2 separate regions of the Triticum aestivum genome follow, and region 1 is linked to region 2. The links are chromatin contacts, called in public Hi-C maps. All regions are on one chromosome and are shown on one strand. Each heading gives the region's core, a stretch centred on a gene start, on an enhancer-like site or on the middle of the called end of the contact. The rest is flanking DNA. Distances are from core to core; before and after follow the strand shown.

Evidence for each region. Hi-C and Micro-C count contacts between places; a contact is called where the count stands out from the background.
Region 1: a Hi-C map of leaf shows a contact between it and region 2, with 4 times the contacts expected there. The contact joins the promoter of LOC123157254 here to the promoter of LOC123158939 in region 2. A contact is called at or near these places in 2 of 5 Hi-C or Micro-C datasets (both in leaf) and 1 of 1 datasets of contacts at active chromatin or transcription factors (leaf).

What each region holds. Positions count from the first base shown.
Region 1 is chr7B:147,697,582-147,704,217 of IWGSC CS RefSeq v2.1, forward strand. LOC123157254 (U-box domain-containing protein 35) reads left to right here and starts at 2,308. Exons shown (of 4, transcript XM_044575515.1): 1 at 2,308-2,743; 2 at 4,126-4,244; 3 at 4,360-4,475; 4 at 4,574-5,132. The coding sequence starts at 2,437. The coding sequence ends at 4,862. LOC123157253 (protein kinase G11A) reads right to left here. Exons shown (of 4, transcript XM_044575514.1): 4 at 5,545-6,618. The coding sequence ends at 5,739.
Region 2 is chr7B:147,524,364-147,530,631 of IWGSC CS RefSeq v2.1, forward strand. LOC123158939 (UDP-glycosyltransferase CGT) reads left to right here and starts at 1,930. Exons shown (of 1, transcript XM_044576759.1): 1 at 1,930-3,746. The coding sequence starts at 2,059. The coding sequence ends at 3,477.

The DNA.
Region 1 (6,636 bases), core at 1,058-3,557, 170 kb after region 2:
GGCGATAGGAGAAAGGATCAAATCTCGAAAAAAAATTCAAACAGGGATCAGATCCTAATTTTTTTTGTCAAAAGGGTCAAAACACGAAATTCGGCCGCTTTTGGTTGCCAAGCCGTTGGGCGGTCACCGGCGGACGATTCAAAGGCGTCAGCTGGCCCTCCCTCCCCTTTGACCCCGAGGCAGCCCCGCATCGCCATCGCCACCGGAAGGGATCCGACCGAGATCCCCCGGCATATTCCCCTCCTGGTCCACGCTGGCCCAGCAATAATCCGCATTACAATAATCTGCCCCCGTATACTAGTCGATAATGTGCGTCATCTCCCTCTGCCATGCAGTAGCTCAACTCAACAACGTGTTCCGGTGCACTGTCGGGAACCGGCCTACTCAACACATGTCAGTCAGCTCCCTTCATTGTAGTTCGTGTAACCACACGCACGACTAAATTAATTGACCGTTTTTATTCTGTATGTATCATGATCATCCACCTTGTCCTTCATACCGTACGGACACGTTTGTGCCCTACCAAAGGAAGGGCATCAGTTGGAGCTACGCTGCAGCAACTCATAAATCAAAAGTACCAGAATATGCCGCAGCCTAAGAGCAAATCCAACGACCGACCCAAACGGACGACTGACTCTTTTTTTTGTCTGTTTGGGTCGGTCCGGCGGATATAAATATCCACTTCCGCATTTAGGTTGGCGCATGCGTCCAGAGCTGACCCAACCCATTTTGACGGCGTGAGAAAAAAAAGAATACAAGCATTTCTAAAATAAAAACAATATTAATTAAACATTAAAGCCGGTCACGAAGGCCAGCGAGAGTCCACGCGTCCACATTTGCATTAATGAAAATTAAAACTAAAATAAACTACGAGGCGGCACGCTGCTCTAGGCGGCGGGGGCGGCATCCGTGAGGTCGATGAGCGTCGGCGCAGGACCGGCCCAGGGGAAGCCGTGTTTCAGGCGGCGGCGATGTCGGCCGCTGGCTGTGCTGCCGCGAGCTGTGCTGGCGCGGCCTGGCGCGCCTCCTCCTCGGCCTGGCGTGCCTCCTCCTCGGCTTGACGCGCCTCCTCCTTGGCCTGGCGCTGCTCGTCCTCGGCGTCGCGCTCGAGTCGCGTTGACCCACTCGCGCACTACTCTCGTCCAGGAGTAGCGCTCGAAGGGGGGCGGCTCCAGCTCGGTTTTGACCGAGGATGCTAGGGCCACCGACGGCACGACGTAGTCGCCCGCCGCGGAGAGGGCCATGGCCGCCTCGTACGCCGCCTCCTCTTCCTCCTTCGCCGCCACCTTGTGCCGCTCGTCCTCCTCGCTCTCTCGGAGGACCGCTGCAACGGCCGCCTCCTGGTCCTCCTCGCGGACGACGAGCGGGGGCGGCGGCACGCTAGGTCGACTTCGCGGACGCTGCGTTGCCTCGCCTCCTCGTACTCGAAGGCGAACCATCGAGCCCAATTGGACGAGTCAAAGGCGTACGCGGCGTCGCGGCGCTGCTCCGGCGCCGCACCTCCTTCTCGTGCGCCCTAGCCGACCGCGGCGTCGCCGGCACTAGGATCCTCTCCGAATCCAGGTGCCAGTCGTGCAGCAGGGTGGCGCCGGGGTACGAGGGAGGCACGCGGTGCTGCCAGTGCCACTCCGCCTGGTGCACTGGCACGTTGACGCGCTACCTCAGCCAGCGAGCTGGCACCGGCGGAGGCTGGAGGAACTCAGAGGGAAAAGGAATGGTGGGGTTCTTGCCCGTCGACTTGCTGTTGCCGACACCGGAGAAGAGACCCATCTGGCTTTGCTGGGGTGGCTAGGGTTTGCCGCCGAAGGGGGAGCAGAGTGTGGCTAGATGGGGACGGGGGCTGGCTGGAAGTGGATGAGGACGGCCCCGCCGCACGGTCGGCTTAAAAATGAACGACCCGAGGTCATAAATTAAGCTGATCAGACTGACCGCGGGCAGTTGGACAACCGCCAGGTGGGGACGCAGCGGACACCGAGAAGGCACGCGTGGAGTCCGTTCCGCATCCGCGCCGACGCATTTGGGGTGCAAATTTGGGCCGCAAATGCGTCGGCGCGGACACGAAGCGGACTCGATTTGGGTTTGGGTCGGCGCGTTGGGCCTTCTCTTTTGTCTGCTCCGACCCAAACGGACGGCGGCGGACGAAATAGGTCGCCCCATTGGAGTTGCTCTAATCTTTATATATATGGGGTTTAAAGGATAACAAAAAAGTTGTGCCATTTAAAAAAATATACTAGCAATCTTCAGGAAAAAGTCAAACTAGAACATATACACACGATCCCCTCCAGCTGGCCACATTGAGACGAAACAGAGTACACAAAGCCCTCCTCCTCCCTTCGTCTCCGTTGCTCCGTCTCATTTCCAAGCTCCATACTCCACCACGAGCTAGCTGGTACTGCTGTCCTGTCAGGGAGGCCCGCCGGCCAAGAAGATCGAGGCATGGCCGAGGCCGTCCGGGACGATCATCGTGGCGCGGTCGGCGTCGCGGTGGACGACCGCACCAACAACGGCGACAGCACGTGGGAGATAGAGGAGTTGGAGCCGGACGACCGGACGGCCGGACCGCCTCCTCCCCCTCCTCCCGGGGCAGCGGCCATCTCTGACGCCGACGACGTGTACGTGGCGGTGGGCAAGGGCGGGTCCAGCATGGCGGCGCTGTCGTGGGCGCTGACGCAGCTCGCAAGGCCGCGGAGCTTCGTCTACCTCGTGCACGTCTTCCCCGTCGTCGCCACCATCCCCACCCCATGTAATCAAGCAACCCTCTTCTCCCCCTTTCCTACCTCCTGAATCAAACATTTCTCCTATAATATTTGTTCACCTTAGCATTGCGAGATCGACGAAGCTATCTTATTACTAGTTGCCTTCATGAGGTAATAACCAGAACAGTGACGATTTTGCAACATGAATGTAGAAGTTACAAAGTTACCGGTAGTCAAAGTGTCACGTTAAGATCGGCGGCTAACATTCCGAAACAGTTGGTAAGAACACAGTAGAAGCAAGTCTGGTCTTGGATCGACCACCAATGGGTCCCAGCAACGTTTACATAGACAAGGGATTGGCTGGCAAAGGGTGGTTGCAAACAAGGTCATGTTCTTGGACTGGTCTCAAGAGGGTTTTGGCTTTGTATGATTGGAACTTTCAAAGGCGGCACCGCCAGTCCACCACACCTGGCTGGCTGCTAGGGGTTCAGAGCTTCCGTGAAGAATAACGATTGAAAAAGTCGGCCCGTCGAGGAGCTGCAATCGAGGAAGTTCTAAACTGTTGTTGATGCTGACCTAGGTTTTCATGGACTGATCTGTTCAGACTCACACTTTTCGGTGCTAATTATACTGACTAGGTGGACATGGTGTTCTCCCAAGCACAATTATATGGTTAATTTGATGCTGTTAGTTATCAGGTTCTTGCTTAAAAGGAGATTAGAGTTCTCATCTTACATCGCCAATGTTTTTCTTTTTGCCAAAGTACATGTCCAATGACAGTCACAAAAGGGAGAGAATGAATGCTTTTGGTAGAGCTTGTAGAGAAAAGGCATAGTGCTTGTGCTAGGTATCATTTTCCAAGTATATATTCTCAACAATCATTTTATGAAAAAAAATATTCTCAGCTATCAGATCAAACTTTTTAGCTCAAGTCTAATGGATATGTGGAGTATGGAGGATGCCAAACTTTAGGCGTTAGGTTCCGGGGGTGCCGAGAAGAATAGGACGCATACCAGTCTCTGATGTTAGCCTGCCACTGAAGTGTGAACAATCCAAAACAATAAGATTCCTTTTCTTGATATATAGCTTTATCTTCTTTTCTTTTTTTTGAGGGAGATATATAGCTTCATCCTTCTTATACACGATAACCTGATAGAGGCTTTCAACAGCTATATTACGCATATTTGTTCGTAAACCATTACACCTTTTTATCTATATATCACGAGGTCCAAGACACAAATATGTCGATTTTTTTATTCTTTTTGGCGTGTTTTTTTTTCTTTCTATGCGTGGTTTAATAGTTATGTCCTCAATATCAGAGTTTTCTGAATGTAATCATTTGACGACTGAAGAGCAACAAAGATTTAGTTAAAAGGCGTCTTTATGTTGTGACGAATCTGACACATGTGGCAACAATTTTCTGAAATAGTAGGAATGATGCCTAAGAGACAAGCAACCCCAGAGCAAGTAGAAACTTACATGAACCAAGAGAGATCCAAGAGGCGAGAGATGCTGCAGAAATTTCTGGACCACTGTCGCAACTTTCAGGTAAACTGGCTGCATCAGTTCTTTGCAATAAATAGATTAATAAATTAAAAACCTACTGCACTTTACACGCCAAATTTCATAGTAGTAAACTTACATTGTTGCCAATTATGATCAGGTTAACGTCGATGTGTACCTCATCGAGAGTGATCAAATCGCTGATGCGGTCGCTGAACTTATCCCTGTTCTGAATATAAAGCAGCTAGTACTTGGGGTGGCAAAATCCAACTTGCGGTAAGGTCTATATACCATGAATCATGCAAATCAGCTGGATTTTACCTACTTTTCTTCAGCTTGCCAATATATATCTACTTAATTTTGAATGCGCACAGGAAGTTGAAGAAAGGAAACACAATAGCAGGACAGATACAGAAGAATGCACCTCTCTACTGCGAAGTCAAGATTGTCTGTGATGACAAGGAAGTCGCAGCGGCGACGACTGCTGATCCGACACCACCATTTTCACCTTCCCCTGTAAATAACAACAGCAGATCTCGCACCCCGACACCGCCATCATCTACGCCAAATCACAATAGCATAGAGGCAGTTGATGGCAAAAATGATAGCAAAACCAAAGAAAGAAGGAAGATTCCCAAGTTTCTAAGGTGCCTGTCATCCTGATTGCTGTTCCAGTCACTTTCACAGCTGGAATGCTGTATGCGCCATCTTAAGGTAGCAAAAAGTTTGTGATTAAAAGTTTTGCCATATTTTGAATTTTAAACTTCTAAATCCATGGTGTACAAATGAGATAATTTACCGTACATGGAGCTTTTCAGCATATCTCTGTGGGGTTCTTTCTTATTTTATTTTATTTATTTTGTAATGAAGCCTTGTACTTGATTGCAGTGGTTATGGAGCTGCATGAAAAAAATGCAATTGCAATTGGAAACATGCAGATGGTTTAGATGCACCTGTGGTCTTAAGACTTCATAAACATTTTGCCCAACATGCATAACTGATCAAGTAGAAGTGGTAGCCAATCAATTAGTAGCATAATTGTTGGTAGGGAGCATCTGTGCTATATTTAGGACAATCAGTGAGCATCAATGCCGTAGTGCAAGCTGACATACACATGATTACCCTATTTTAATCAAACAGTATTTCAGCAAGACTTGTCGGATCGTGCACACAATGATGCAGTCATCAGTGTGAGCAACAGCAATGGCCAAGCAGGTAAAAACACCGGATAATTCCAACGAAACAAGGCCCTGTAAGGTGCCTTAGTTGCTGACAGTAATAACTTTTTTTACAACAGCATAAGCTGTTACAAAACTGAGTTTAATTCTGCACATCACGCGAAGACTTCTCACAAAGATTAGCGACTTCAAAACTGGTGGGGGAATATAAATTTGAAACATCCAATTCGTTCACTACAAAGCAGAAAATAGCTTGACAGACACAAAAATCTACATACGACTCATCTGTCAGACACATGCATGCGAAAAGCCTACAACTTCTAATTATGCAAACAAATGGAAAAAATGAACATTCTGTTCACTAAAAGAAATCAAACTCTAAATAGTTATCCGAGCCTTTCTGGGATGCACCAGTAGGTGCTGCACTAGCCTCAGATGTTGACACTGGCAGCTTTGTAGTCTGCCTCTCAATCTCGACAGGCTTCGGAACCTCTGGAGGGCTCGCACAGCGTATCAACGCCCAATTCACACCCTCAAAAAATGGATGCTGTTTTATCTCAGTGGCGCCACGCTTGCAACCCAATCGTTGTTGGGGCTCCTTAACAAGTAGGCCCCTTATTAAATCTCTTGCTGAAAAGCTCACGACTGGGTATTCTGGGAAACGCAACGGCTGACCGATGACATTGAACAGAGTCGCTCGGTTACCTGAACCTTTGAAAGGTGTTTTGCCGAACAGAAGCTCGTACAAGAATATACCAAAGGTCCACCAGTCAACAGCACTGCCGTGGCCCTCACCTTTGATAATCTCAGGGGCCAAGTACTCATGTGTGCCAACAAATGACATTGATCGCGCATCACTAGGTTCCGCCATGAGCTCGGGCCATGGACGGACCTGGTTGACAACTTCAGGCTTTGGCTTTCGATCTTTCTTTGACTTCGAGAAGAACCGAGGGCCAAAGCATGTTGTGGGGGCTGTGCACGATGGTTGTATCATGCAGGATGGCTCAGCACAAGCTGGTTGAGCACAGTAGGCCTGGCTGCTCTTCCGAAGTGCTTCTGTTTCAGGATTGGATGGCCTGATTAGAGTCGGGCTAACTGTGCAGCGAAGGGAGAGGTCGAAGTCGGATAGCATGATGTGCCCGTCATCACGGACAAGAATGTTTTCAGGCTTCAGATCACGATATATGATACCGAGCATGTGCAAGTACTCCATAGCAAGGAGGATTTCTGCTACGTAGAATCTGCGATTAAGAAGAAAT
Region 2 (6,268 bases), core at 680-3,179:
GAACGGTTGGGCCGGTCGTATGCCAGCCGCCCGATTCGCACGTTCCTGGCTGCTCGATTCCGCTAGCTGCCCCCCCCCCCCCGCCCGCGCGTCGTTTTCGTTCTCCCAACACCACGAGCCCGCGAGATCCCCTCCAGAAAAAAAATCCCCTGCTCTGGGAGTAGTCTCCCGCACCGCGGGCCACCCGTCGCCCTCCGTCGCATCAGGTTGCGCCTTCGCCGCAGCTGGATGATGAAGCCACACAACTCCATCGCCGCCGGCCATCGACACATGCAACATTTGCCGATGTGGCTCTTAGCACCGGCTGTCGCCGCTTCCAGCATCTGCTAGTCGAGATTCCGGCTGCAGCTGCAACACCTCCTACCCTGGTCGTGGTCACTGCCGGGGAGCTTGTGTGTTCACGGGGTCCAGAATTTCTGTCAGTTCGTGGTTCCAACCAAAATGCGTGGATGTAGCAAAAATCATCACCAGTGGTAGCAAGACCCAAACGCGGTTGCAGCAAAACGCCGTTACCGCCTGTCGCGGCTTGCAGCTAATCCATGAACGGATGTAGCTAAAAAACTCGCCCTGTGGTATCGTTTCTGGTTGCCGGTTGTAACAAAATTGAGGATCCCCATCCATGTCTGTCGAAGCAAAAAAAAATCGCCGATGGTAGCTTTTGCGGTTGCCGGTTGTAACAAATTCAAGACCTCGTTGGCCGCGACGGCCGTTGCCAGCAACTGCTGTGGATGCAACACCATTATTTTTGCAAGGCCGCCGTGCTCCTGGTATAGCTTTGTTTTCGATTTAGCCGGTTGCAGCTTTGTCGGCTCCAGCTTTCTATTTGTCGGTTGTAGCAATTTCATCTCCCAATCCCATGTTTTGATTGCTGGTTCCAGCATTTTCTTTGCCGGTAGTAGCTTTTGCAATACCTAGTTCCAGCTTTTGATTTCGATGGTTGTAGCAGCGTCTTCCGTCGAATGCGACCAATAACGGGAGGTGGACGAAGCAGCTTGCGGTCGCATCCAATGGTGGGAGGTGGACGAAGCAGCTTGGGAGATAGCGGTCATGGCCAACGAGATGGCAACGGCGTTGGAGTAGCTCACGGCGGCGCCATGGGAGCCTGCTCGGAAGAGTTTGCCGAAGAAAACGATTGGAGAAGGAGCCACGCGAGTGGATTAGGCAGCACTGCGTGATGAACAAGACCGGCCGAAGTTTGGGCCGGCGCACCGGTCACAAGCGATTCTCTAAAAGATGTTGGTTATTTCCAACAAGGATTACCAGCTATGTCCAGTGTATTTTTTGTTTGCTGGGGTTTTGTTTTGCGTGGGGAGTGTCAGCGGGTGCTGTGTCGTGCAGTCCTGTATAAGCTGCTTCCCTGCTGACGTGGCCGAATAATGAAAATACAGGTGCTGTTTCCTGCGGATGCAGTGGTGCTTCAGTCCTATCGTGCAATTGGTCATCTGTTGTGTTTGTTGGGAAACTTGGGCCTTAGATGGAACAAGTCATTGGCCCATTATAGACCAAGTCCCTCCACTTAACGTTAAAGTAGGCACTTATTCCTCCATCCCTAGATATATGAGGAGGAGAGCACCCTGTGGATGTACAGTTGATGTTGATTAATAAAGAAAGACTCCCCTCTACTTTTGTGTGTCAACTTACTTTCTGTACCTGTGTATGATCGACTACGACGTTCGCTCCCGCTCCGCAACCCTGAACCGGACTCGCCGGCATGAGTTGCGGAACAGTGTTCTTGTGGTCGTGGAGATCTTCTTCGTTTCCGCAATGAAGTTCACACTTCACACACACGACGTGCAGGTATATCTGTCCGGACGTTGCAACTACTGCGCCGCTGGCTGGCAATTCGCTTGTGGACTACTGTACTACTGAACTGGTTGTTGAGTCGTGCGGCGCAGAGCACTGCTACATCTCCCAAAACAACGAGGCCCTCTAGTATTAAGCCACCTGGACTTGGCAGAGCTTTATCCCTCCTGCCCTGCACGAGCCAGCCAAAAAGAGCAGAGCATCCACGCTCCTCGCACTTCCAGCAACGAGAAAACCTCCACGGTCTCGACGGCAATGCCGACCTCCGGCGACGGCTCGGGCGCCCTGCCCCATGTCGTGCTCCTCCCGAGCGCCGGGATGGGCCACCTCGTCCCGTTCAGCCGCCTCGCTGTGTCCTTCTCCTCCTCCGACCACGGCTGCGGCGTCTCGGTCGTCACCGTGCTCCCCACCGTGTCGTCCGCCGAGTCCGCGCACCTCGATGCCCTGTTCGGCGCGTGCCCGGCCGTGCGCCGCCTCGACTTCCACCTCGCGCGGTTCGACGCGTCCGAGTTCCCCGGCGCCGACCCCTTCTTCCTCCGCTTCGAGGCCATGCGCCGCTCCGCGCCTCTCCTCGGCCCGCTCCTCGCCGGTGCCGGCGCGTCGGCGCTCGTGACGGACATCGCGCTGGCCTCCGTCGTCATACCCGTCGCCAGGGAGCTCCGCCTCCCCTGCTACGTCCTGTTCACCGCCTCCGCCGCGATGCTCTCCCTGTGCGTCCACTTCCCCGCCTACCTCGACGCGAATGCCGGCGGCCCCGTCGGCGACGTCGACATCCCCGGCGTGTACCGCGTCCCCAAGGCTTCCATCCCGCAGGCTCTGCACCACCCCGAGCACCTCTTCACCCGGCAGTTCGTCGCCAACGGCCGGGAGCTCGCGAAATCAGACGGCCTCCTGGTCAATTCTTTCGACGAGTTCGAGCCAGAAGCCATATCTGCACTCCGGGATGGCTCCGTCGCTGCCGGGTTCCCACCGGTTTTCTCAGTTGGGCCACTCGCTCCGGTGAGCTTTTCGGCAGGTGAACCGCCGGAAAATCAAGCTGATTACATGCGGTGGCTCGAGGCGCAGCCGACGAGATCGGTGGTGTACGTCAGCTTCGGCAGCCGCAAGGCCATATCCAAGGACCAGCTCAAGGAGCTCGCCGTCGGGCTCGAGGCGAGCGGCCACCGGTTCCTGTGGGTGGTGAAAAGCACCGTCGTGGACAGAGAGGACGAGGCCGAGCTCAGCGAGCTGCTCGGCGAAGGGTTCTTGGAGCGTGTGCACGGGCGGGGCATGGTGACCAAGGGTTGGGTGGAGCAAGAAGAGGTCTTGAAGCAGGAATCCATCGGTCTGTTCATCAGCCACTGCGGCTGGAACTCGGTCACGGAGGCGGCGGCGAACGGATTGCCGGTTCTGGCGTGGCCGAGGTTCGGGGACCAGCGGGTGAACGCCGGCGTGGTGGCGCGCAGCGGGCTCGGCGTCTGGGAGGAGCGGTGGAGCTGGGAGGGGGAGGAGGGAGTGGTGAGCGGGGAGAATATCGCGGAGAAGGTGAAGGCTGTAATGGCGGACGAGACAGTGAGGAATAAGGCGGTAAGCGTCCAGGATGCGGCGGCGAAGGCAGTCGCCGACGGCGGCACGAGCTACCGGAGCTTGGCCCAATTCGTGCAACGTTGCCGGGATCTGAGCGTCAGCAAGTAATACGACATGGCTACATTTCGAAGAAGCATGAACACGGAATAATTGCTGTATACCTCGACTGTTGTTAAACAAAGGATCTCCCATTTATTGGAAGCTGAACAAATGTAAGGAGAGAATGTCAGAATGAACACGCTGTCACAAAAACCAACGACAAATATACGTTCCTCTGTAAAGAAGTACTCCCTCCGTCCGGAAATACTTGTCGGAGGAATGGATGTATCTAGATGTATTTTAGCTTTAGATATATTTATTTTTATGTATTTCTCCGACGAGTATTTCCGGACGGAGGGAGTACTAGTGATTTACACGCTCTTATATTTTTTTCAACGGTGGGAGTACGTGATAAAGCTACAAGTTACGTTAGGGCATCTCTAACGCCGGCCGAAAAAAGACATGGTATTTGTTGCATCCGTGGACATTGATATGTAGCCGGTCATCGAAAGCTTGCCCTAAACTTTCGTCCGCAATACAAGCAAAATTTAAACCAGATGGACAGATATTATGCAAACATGATGTAATCCATGCAAATGACAAATAATTGATATAATTTACATAAACCGAATGATATTTTGTATATTCAACTAAAACTTAGAAAAACTCTAAAGTAATTTATAGCGGACGATGACCGGTGACCTCGTATGCCTGGTCGGGCTATCTAGTGGCCCTTCCGTATGCCTGGTCATGTCACCATTGAAGCGGCACCGCCGCCTCATCCGACCGCATCGCTCTGAATGGCATCAACGTTGTAGAGTCACGTCCACTCTGAAGCAACTTGAGCGGCATGAATGTGCGTCAACCGTTTCGCACGGAGAGTGTTTTGGGTGGGTCCGGCCGGCTAGGCGCGTACGTGGTGGATGTCCAAACTCTGGCGAACCTCCCCTTGGTCTTCGTCCGATTTGCGAGAATTGAGACAAGCGGACACGTCTGCGCATAGATGTAGCATCACATTGGATGGCTTACATCCTTCGGACACCTCGATTCGAACGTTTGTGTGTGTTTTGAGGGTCTGCGTTTGAAATGAACTCAGAGCATCTGGGCTCCTCAATCACACCCATATATGTCTCAGCGGCCTGTCAAGGACCGGGCATAAAATCATGACCCAGCCGACCCCCTCACACCGGCCCTATTCATCCGGCTCACCGACGCCCCTCATACCGGTGCGCCGATCAAGAGGGTACCGACAGCTATGTTCTTTTTGGTTTGAATACGACTTATGTTTGAACAGGAAGCCCCCAAATGACCTTGAGAGTTTTTTCACGACTCTGACTCGAATACGATCAAAGTCGGACCCAAAAGGGGTTAAGCTATGATTCGAATACGATCAAGAAGCCCCCTAGTGAGTTTGGCATTGTGCCGATCAAGAGGGTACCGACAACTATGTTCTCTTTGGTTCGAATACGACCTATGTTTGAACAGGAAGCCTCCTAGTGATCATGAGGTTTAACGGCTAGATTCGAATACGATCATGAGCTGGACCAAGAGGGTTAAGCTAGATTCGAATACGATCAGCCCCCAATTGGTCGTTTTGAAATGATGATGATGAAGATATATAATCATTGAGGATGAAAAGGACAGAGGTCCTGCTTTTATTACTTATCATAATATATATATCGTTAAAATATGTACATCATGAGAGCCGGTGGCTCAAGTGTAGTAAGGCCGAAGATGAGCGATATTCCATGGCCGGCGGGTCTCCTTCTCCGACTTACGTGAGTCTTTGTGCTCTCGAACATCGATAAGGTAGTTTGACCCGTTGTTCAAGTTCTTGCTGACCACAAAGGGCCCTTCCCAAGGTGGGGATAACTTGTGTGCATCAGTTTGATCCTGGATGAGCTGGAGCACCAAATCACCTTCTTGAAAGGTTCTGGACTTAACCCGGCGGTTGTGATAACGGCGCAGGTCCTGTTGGTAAATCGCCGAGCGGGCTGCTGCCAAGTCACGCTTTTCATCTAACAAGTCAAGGGCATCCTGACGTGCCTATTCATTATCAGCTTCAACGTAAGCCGCCACATGGGGCGAACCATGACGGATGTCACTAGGTAGAACCGCCTCTGCTCCGTAAACCATGAAGAAAGGCGTGTAACCCGTAGACCTGTTGGGGGTAGTATTGATGCTCCATATCACAGAAGGTAACTCATCCACCCAACAACCCGGTGTCTGTTGCAAAGGAACCATAAGCCGGGGTTTGATGCCTTTCAAGATTTCCTGATTGGCTCTTTCAGCTTGACCATTGGATTGAGGGTGAGCTACTGATAAAACATCAAGCCGGATATGCTCATGTTGACAGAATTCCTCCATGGCGCCTTTGGACAGATTAGTACCATTGTCAGTGATAATGCTGTGTGGAAAGCCAAAACGAAATATCACCTTTTTCATGAATTGAACCGCCGTGGCTGCATCACACTTACTAACTGGCTCTGCCTCAACCCACTTTGTGAATGTGTCCACCGCCACCAAGAGGTGCGTTTTTTTATCTTTGGACCTTTTGAAAGGCCCAACCATGTCGAGTCCCCATACTGCAAACGGCCAAGTAATTGGAATCATCCTCAACTCTTGAGCTGGCACGTGAGCACGTCTTGAGAACTTCTGACAACCGTCACATTTACTGACCAGATCCTTCGCATCAGCATGAGCCGTCAACCAATAAAATCCATGACAAAAAGCCTTGGCCACAAGGGACTTTGAACCGGCGTGATGGCCACAATCTCCTTCATGAATCTCACAAAGAATTTCTTGACCTTCCTCAGGAGAGACACAACGCTGAAATGCCCCAGTGACACTGCGATGATGC